Regions from separate parts of the Mus musculus genome. Here region 2 is linked to region 1. The links are chromatin contacts, called in public HiChIP or PLAC-seq maps. All regions are on one chromosome and are shown on one strand. The core of a region is the stretch at or near the end of the contact, and the rest is flanking DNA. Distances in the headings are between cores, read along the strand shown. Region 1 overlaps Zap70 (zeta-chain (TCR) associated protein kinase). Region 2 overlaps Vwa3b (von Willebrand factor A domain containing 3B).

Region 1 (3,732 bases), core at 388-2,887:
ATTTAAAATCACTTGCCTATCATATTATCTGTCTATCTGTCTGCCTGTTTGTTCATCTATCTACCTCAGATCTGTCTAGCATGTATGTATCAATATACCATATATTTATCTCAGATCTATCATCTATGTCTGTCTATCTATCTGTCTGTCTCAGATTTGTCTATCATCTATGTTTCTATGTATCTATATACCTATCTATCATTCTTAGATCTATTATCTATGTGTCTGTCTATCTGTCCATCTGTCCATCCATCCACTCATTTATCCATCCATTTACCCCAAGCTGACCTTAAATTCATGTGACCCTCCTGCCTCAGCCTCTCAAACGCTGGGGTAGCATACTCGGGCCACCATGCTTTTCTGTCTCTTCTCCCTAACCACAAACCCCATTTCGTCCTCATGGTTGCATCAGACTTAACATTAGAGTAAAATCCTGACTTTTAACAATCTGTCTATGGATGGATAGTCAGATTAGCTCTTACTTTCTGAAGCTGGTTCTGGCAGGCAGAGGGGTGGGGACAAAGGGAATTACAGGAGACCAAGGGCATCCTCTGGGAAGCAGGGAAGACTGGGGCCAGGTTCCCTGCTGAGCAGTTAGTTAGCCTTGCTCTGCCTTACACTCTCCCCTCCTGTTTTTGTTTTGTTTTATTTTTTCAAGACAGGGTTTCTCTGTGTAGCCTTGGTTGTCCTGGATCTTGCTCTGTAGATCAGGCTGTCCTTGAACTCACAGATCTACCTGCCTCTGCCTGCCAAATGCTGGGATTAAAGGCGTGGGCCAACACCGTCCAGCTTCCCCTATAAGTTTTTTTTTTTTTTTTTTTTTTTTTTTTTTTTGAGATGGTTCCACCTTATCCTCATGCTCTGAGCTAGAGGGGGAGGCCCTTCTAGCCATGGTAACCTCATTCTCTCATATCATTCTTTAAAACCCAGACTTCAATCTATAATGGTAATGGTCACGCCTATCACACTATTGACCGCCACCTCCCGTGTGTGTGTGGCCTTCGAAAGGGAAGGGAATGACATATCTTTGGAAACTGAAGGGTCAGTTCAGACCTGGGGACCTTCGGGGTGTCTGGATGTTGTGCACAGGTCCCCAAAAAGTCAGAAGTGGGTTTCAGAAGTGGGTGCCAGGACAGGGTAGCTCCTCTCTGGAACTGACTCCCGTGCAAAGATGAGGCACCATGATGGCCCTGAAACGCCTTTGCACCCACAGGGTCCAGCGATGCCCGATCCCGCGGCGCACCTGCCATTCTTCTATGGCAGCATCTCGCGGGCTGAGGCCGAGGAGCACCTGAAGCTGGCAGGCATGGCCGACGGGCTGTTCCTCCTGCGCCAGTGTTTGCGCTCCCTGGGCGGCTACGTGCTGTCGTTGGTGCACGACGTGCGCTTCCACCATTTCCCCATCGAGCGCCAACTCAACGGCACGTACGCCATCGCGGGCGGGAAGGCGCACTGCGGCCCGGCCGAGCTCTGCCAGTTCTACTCTCAGGACCCCGACGGGCTGCCCTGCAACCTGCGTAAGCCGTGTAACCGGCCGCCCGGACTGGAGCCACAGCCCGGGGTCTTCGACTGCCTGCGTGATGCTATGGTGCGCGACTACGTGCGCCAGACCTGGAAGCTGGAGGTGAGGGCGTGGTCAGAGGGGGAGTGGGCGAGGCATGGAGGCTGATGCTGTGTCTTCATTGGCTTGCAAGATGCTCTGAGGCCTGGGATTTGGAAGTGACAGAATGCTGAGGCCCTAGTTGAGCCCATGACCTGGAAGGAGGACTTGCAGGTCCAGGCTTGCGCAGCCTGAATGATGCTGTGGTGCTTCACCATCTATGATGCGCCTGAAGGTGCCAGAGAGGACCATGAAGGGCAGGCCTGTGGCCTACAGAAGGATGGCAGACAGAGACTATAGGCTGTAGTCCTCAGCATGTGCTATGCTTGAGCAGGAAATTGTGTAGGACCTTGAAGCTGATGAGCTTCAAGCTGGCCTAGAAGGTGAAGCCTAGGCACGGTGCCTCCCTGGGTGGATTAGGAAGGAGACCTTAGAGCTGACAGAGGTTCCTCCAACAGCTTTCAGACACACTCTAGGGATGCCTAGGTGGGTGGGTTCCTCTTACGGAACAGGTGTTCTGGAAAGTACAGAGCAAGCAAGTGGGTTCTGGTGGCTGGCCACTTGGCCACTCCCATAACGCTCCTCTTTCCTCCTCCTCAGGGCGATGCACTAGAGCAGGCCATCATCAGCCAGGCCCCACAGGTGGAGAAGCTCATTGCTACCACAGCCCACGAGCGAATGCCCTGGTATCACAGCAGCCTGACTCGTGAGGAGGCCGAGCGCAAACTCTATTCCGGCCAGCAGACCGACGGCAAGTTCCTGTATGTGGGGCATGGGAGTGCAGTTGATGAGGGGCCAGGGCTTATTGGTTGAAATCCTGGGGGCCAGGTGGGCAGGCAGACCTGAGTGTGCACGTGGGCTCGAAGAGCAAATATGTCTGTGTGCACATGCGCAGAGGTACTTTGATACGGTAAAGTCCTTACAGTGAACTGGAAGGACTCCAGAGCTGGAGTCACCTGCATTGAGCCTAGCTTTTTGCTGCCTGTAGGCTACGGGCTGGGTAGCAGGCAATGGTATGGATTAGACAGGGAGGATGTTGAAGGAATCTATTCTATAGATGCCAGCAGTGTCTGCCTGAGACCTGTGTAAAGAATCTCAGGAATCAATGTGTGTAGAGCAGTAGCGTAGGCAAGTTAGATATGAGCCCTTGTGTTCCTGCGCGATGCTATGGTGTGTGACTATGTGCGCCAGACCTGGAAGCTGGAGGTGAGGGCGTGGTCAGAGGGGGCGTGGGTGGGGCATGGAGGCTGATGCTGTGTCTGTGTGTCTGAGCCATGGCAGGGGTCATTCATGAGTTTCTTACAGTCAGAGTCTGAAGCTCTTTTTTTTTTTTTAGAAGCCTGCTGAACATTCAAAAGCCAGGGCCAGGTGCTACTTCCTTGCTTGGGTGTGGGTGTTTTAAGTATAAATGTTATTCAGATATCAGCCAGTCACTAGGCATCCAGATAGGAGAGTTGGTGCCTGCCTCTCTCTGTGACCCCAGAAAGCCCAGTGTTTATATCAAGTAGCCTGGGGGACAGTCCCTAGGGCCTCTCTGCGATGAATCATTGCTCCGCCTCCTCCCCCAGGGCTGTTCCCTTTCCCAGGATCTGCTTGAAGAACTAACCCTTGACCCTCAATGTGGTCTGTGCTGAGAGCCTGCAGGTCTCCCCAGAGATAGCATTCTCTCCTGGACTTTGCTGTCAGTGGAAAGGGAAGAGTGTGTATAATACCAGACTGGAGAGAGGGATCAGCGGTTCCCAGCACCTGCGGCACGGCTTACATTCACCTGTAACCACAGCCCCCCTCCCCCTGCACTCACAGGCACATACCCCACTTCCCATACATACAATTAAAAATAATAGCTGGGCAGTGGTGGTGGCACACGCCTTTAATCCCAGCACTTGGGAGGCAGAGGCAGGCGGATTTCTGAGTTCAAGGCCAGCCTGGTCTTCAGAGTGAGTTCCAGGACAGCCAGGGCTACACAGAGAAACTCTGTCTCGAAAACAAAACAAAACAAAACAAAAATGGTAAAGTGGATCTGGGGGAGAGGGGAGATATGGTGGGATGGAAATGGGGGGAATGAAGAGGGGGAAACATGGTTGGGATGTATTGAAAACAAGAATTAAAATAAATAATGAAATAAAAGAAAG
Region 2 (3,690 bases), core at 744-3,243, 270 kb after region 1:
AGAGGAAAGGAAAGACAGAAATCCCTAAGTTTAAGCTCTTTATTTAGTTTCCTCCCTGTTCAAAATTAAGAACTTTTCCAAATTATCCCTTAACTTGAATGATGTCGTCATCATTCTAAAGATGTCTCTGAGAAGTCTTACCTCGTCTTCTTCCACCATCACAGCTCATCCTCAGAGGCTCTGTGGTCTCTGACAGATCCATGAAGGGCTGGACATGCACTTAGGGAATGCTGTATTCCTGTCCAGTTTGGATTGGCCCTGACACACAGAGGGTGCCAGGTAGACTATGTACCTAAATGTTTGCACAGCTGAGCAAACAATCCAGTAGTCCTGTGACAGAGAACCTAGTGTGCATTTCAGCTGGCTGCTGAGTGTCCACAAACCTACCCCTCTCAAGCCCGGGCCAAATCTTGTGATGCTGACGTCACGCTGACGTCATGCTTGGGTCCTCTGGATCGATTACGCACTCAGTTCATTTCACCTGAGCAGTAGGTAGTCCCTAAGTTGAATTTTTATACTTATTCATTATGCTTGGCTAATTAAAAAACAAGAACAACATTTCCTCTTGAAACTTTGATTTGTATGTGTGTGGTGTGGTGTGCATGTGTAGTGTTCATGCTCGTGTGGGGTCGGTCAGGTGTGCTTACGTGTGTGCGTGTGGACGCCCATATTTTTGGTTTATTGAGATGACCTCATATGCATTTAACCCAGGCTGGCTTTGAACTCCTCATCCTCCTGCTTCTACTTCCCAGGTATTGGGATTAAAATGGTGACTAACATGCGTGCCCATTTTTTCCCCCCAAGTTATGTAAATTAAGTCCAAACCTTCAGTAAGACTCGAGGTGTTAAGCACGGTTTTTATTTATTTATTTATTTATTTATTTGCTTATTTATTTATTTATTATTATTTTATTTTATTTTTTCGAGACAGGGTTTCTCTGTATAGCCCTGGCTGTCCTGGAACCTACTTTGTAGACCAGGCTAGCCTCGAACTCAGAAACCCACCGGCCTCTGCCTCCCAAGTGCTGGATTAAAGGCGTGTGCCACCACCACCTGGCAGCACGGTTTTCATGCTGTGATTTTGAACTTTGCCTCAATTGTTCTAGCTAAAAGAAGCAGGAAATGAACTCCACCCCACCCCACATGATTTCCAAGACTTCTGCATGTCATAAGCACTTATGTTTATCATAGTTCCTGAGAGACCTTATGACTTAGGACAGAATACAAAGCATTACAAATTATTGAGGAAAATGTTTAAAAACAAGAGAGTCTTTGCTGATACGCCGTTTTGATTGTCTTTATACAAATACAGATTATGTGACTTCTTTGAGGAGACTCGTGGCTTCTCGGTATGCTGATGGCCTGTTCCCACAGATCTACACAGCAGAAGATGGCAGACTATACAACGTGAGTCACAGGTCCCTCAGTCCCACGGAAAGAGGCTGCGGCCACATTAAGATCTCAGGGGCTAAGTGGTGGAGATACACGCCTTTAATTCCAGCACTCAGGAGGCAGAGGCAGGGGAATCTCTAAGTTCGAGGCCAGCTTGGTGTACAGAGTAAGTTCCAGGACAGCTAAGGCTACAAAGAGAAACCCTGTCTTGAAAAAGAAAAAGAAACAAATAAACAAACAAACCCTCCACCAAGAAACAACAAAAGATCCCAGGGGCCAGAGGGATTCCCATTTCCTGTTTTCTTTGGGCAGTGGCTTAACGATGAAGTTATTGAGCAGCTGGGGAAGGAAGCCCAGAGCCTGAAAGAGAAGAGTACCGAGAGCTCTCGCTCAGAAGAAAACCCTTTATGTACTGTATTTTGAAAATGACGGTGAAAAAAAGTCAGTATGAGAGTAATCTCCAGAGTCACCCAAGAGACAAATGGAGGCTGTTCTTACCTGCCGGAGCCAGATTGGACGAGGGGCCAGCGCTGGCAGGCGGAGAGCTCACTCACGTCAGGCTAGGACCCACAACTGAAGTCTGAAGTCTTGTTGGAGACACACCTCTGAGAGCCACTGGGACTATTATTTCCTTGGAATCTGTAGGAGGCGCTCCCAGGAGCCCTGTGTTAGTCAAGATTGTCTAAAGAAAGAGGATTAGTAGAAAGAACATATCTATTGAAAGGGGATTTATTACAGTGGCTCACAAACTGTGCTTCAGCTAGCCCAACAATGACTACCTCCCGTTGGAAAGGCCAAGAATTCCTAGTAGTTCAGCCCAGGAGACTGGGTGCCCAGGTCTGGTGCTAGAGTATCGGAGGATTCCTAGAGGATGCTGGTCTTCAGCCTACATTGTACCCCTGAAGGAGTAGGCGCTAACACCAGCAAAGGAATGCCTCAGCAACAGGGTAATGAACTTGCCAGTGAGAGTGAGGGCAAGCAAGCAAAAAGAAAAAGCTTCCTTCTTTATGTCCATTCATGTGGGCTGCCTCCAGAAGGTGTGGCCCAGATTTAGGGCGGGTCTTCCCATCTCAAAGGATCCAATCAAGAAAATCCCTCACAGGAATGCTAAGGGACTTGTTTTCAGCTGATTTCAGAAGTGGTCAAGTAGACAACTAGTATCCATCACAATCCTCAACAGATACTTGGCAGAACACAGCATTTGCATTAAAACCCATTCAATTCTATATGTTATCGCTAGATGATTTATAATACCCAACACAGTATAAATGCTGTGTGAATACATCTTATATCATATTGGATAGGAAATAATAACAATAAATAACCTGTTCATAGTCAGTATCCATGCAGTTCATTTTTAGATATTTTCTACCCTAGGTTGGTTGAATTTGAGAATATAGGCCCTGTGGATAGAGAGGGCCGACTGTTTTTAATAATTTAAAATTGGACCTCTGGGTTTGGTGAACTAGAACTGTTTTAAACTGGTCCACATTAAAATCACCACAGAGCAGAGGTGTCTTTGCCCACATAAACCCACCGCCACACCCCCTGAGATCTTTCTGTGACTTTTCCTAGGTCTACAGGAATGGGAACAACCACCTGCTTAACCCCAGAAAGGGTCCGTTGAATCTAGCCCACGGAACCAGAGTTTATAGGGTTTACTCAAAAGGGTACAAGGGACTCAATGGCAATTGCATCATTGGGAAAAAGCCGCACAACACAGTTTCATGCCAAGGGCCCTGAAAGCTGAGGTCTTCAGAGAAGCCATGAGGTATGGCAGGGGCTGGGGCATGGCTCAGTGGACAAGCACTTGTTGAGCATGCGCAAAGTCCCAGGTTCCATCCCTGGCGCCACGATGCTGCAGAGAAATGGTGCTGGCCTTTGAGGAGTAGACAAGAATATAGACGCACGGCCTTTTCGTTCTTCTTGTCTGCTGTCTACCTCTTTGCATTCTAAAAGGCCTTTCGATTGTGCCAGGTGTGCTTAAAGGATGTGTACATAACAAGAAGTTGCCCACAAGTCTTTGTCACCTTTAGGAATGTCCCCAAAAGTATCAGTGGCGGCTATGAGTAACTGGGTGACCCAGGCACAGGGGAGGTTGGCATAGGAGAGAGGGCAGAGTGACAAAAGTTACAGTCACTAGGATGAGCCTGAGCTGCTGTCCTTGCAAGGAACTGGAGACCTTTGAAGAAATAATTTGTAGTGTCTTCTTACATAGGAAAACTTTTCAGTGGGACTTTAAAAAATAAATCTGTCTTGGCTAGTTTTTCTTTCTTTTACTCAATTTCTTAAAAGTGC

The links. HiChIP or PLAC-seq counts read pairs in DNA pulled down with a chosen protein or histone mark.
Region 2: a contact with region 1 is called in an H3K27ac HiChIP or PLAC-seq map of embryonic stem cells, with 5 read pairs. The contact joins two enhancer-like sites. A contact is called at or near these places in 1 of 484 Hi-C or Micro-C datasets (CD4 T cells), 4 of 115 datasets of contacts at active chromatin or transcription factors (embryonic stem cells, large pre-B cells and memory CD8 T cells) and 3 of 9 other capture datasets (liver, macrophages and pancreatic islet).

Annotation. Positions count from the first base shown.
Region 1 is chr1:36,769,589-36,773,320 of GRCm38.p6, forward strand. It overlaps Zap70 (zeta-chain (TCR) associated protein kinase), which reads left to right. Exons shown (of 13, transcript NM_009539.3): 2 at 1,214-1,624; 3 at 2,201-2,361. The coding sequence starts at 1,223. Among named protein-coding and RNA genes, the nearest start is that of Zap70, 9.7 kb to the left of the region's middle. Within about 2 kb of position 1,638, at least 32 of the 459 cell types and tissues checked have an H3K27ac peak or open chromatin away from gene starts, as enhancers often do. A contact at or near this core is called in embryonic stem cells, where this site is marked.
Region 2 is chr1:37,040,983-37,044,672 of GRCm38.p6, forward strand. Vwa3b (von Willebrand factor A domain containing 3B) reads left to right here. Exons shown (of 28, transcript NM_001370828.1): 3 at 1,313-1,407. It overlaps Gm39626 (a long non-coding RNA gene), which reads right to left. Exons shown (of 3, transcript XR_865352.2): 2 at 1,891-2,074; 3 at 1,585-1,752. Among named protein-coding and RNA genes, the nearest start is that of Gm39626, 3.5 kb to the right of the region's middle. Within about 2 kb of position 1,994, at least 26 of the 459 cell types and tissues checked have an H3K27ac peak or open chromatin away from gene starts, as enhancers often do. A contact at or near this core is called in embryonic stem cells, where this site is marked.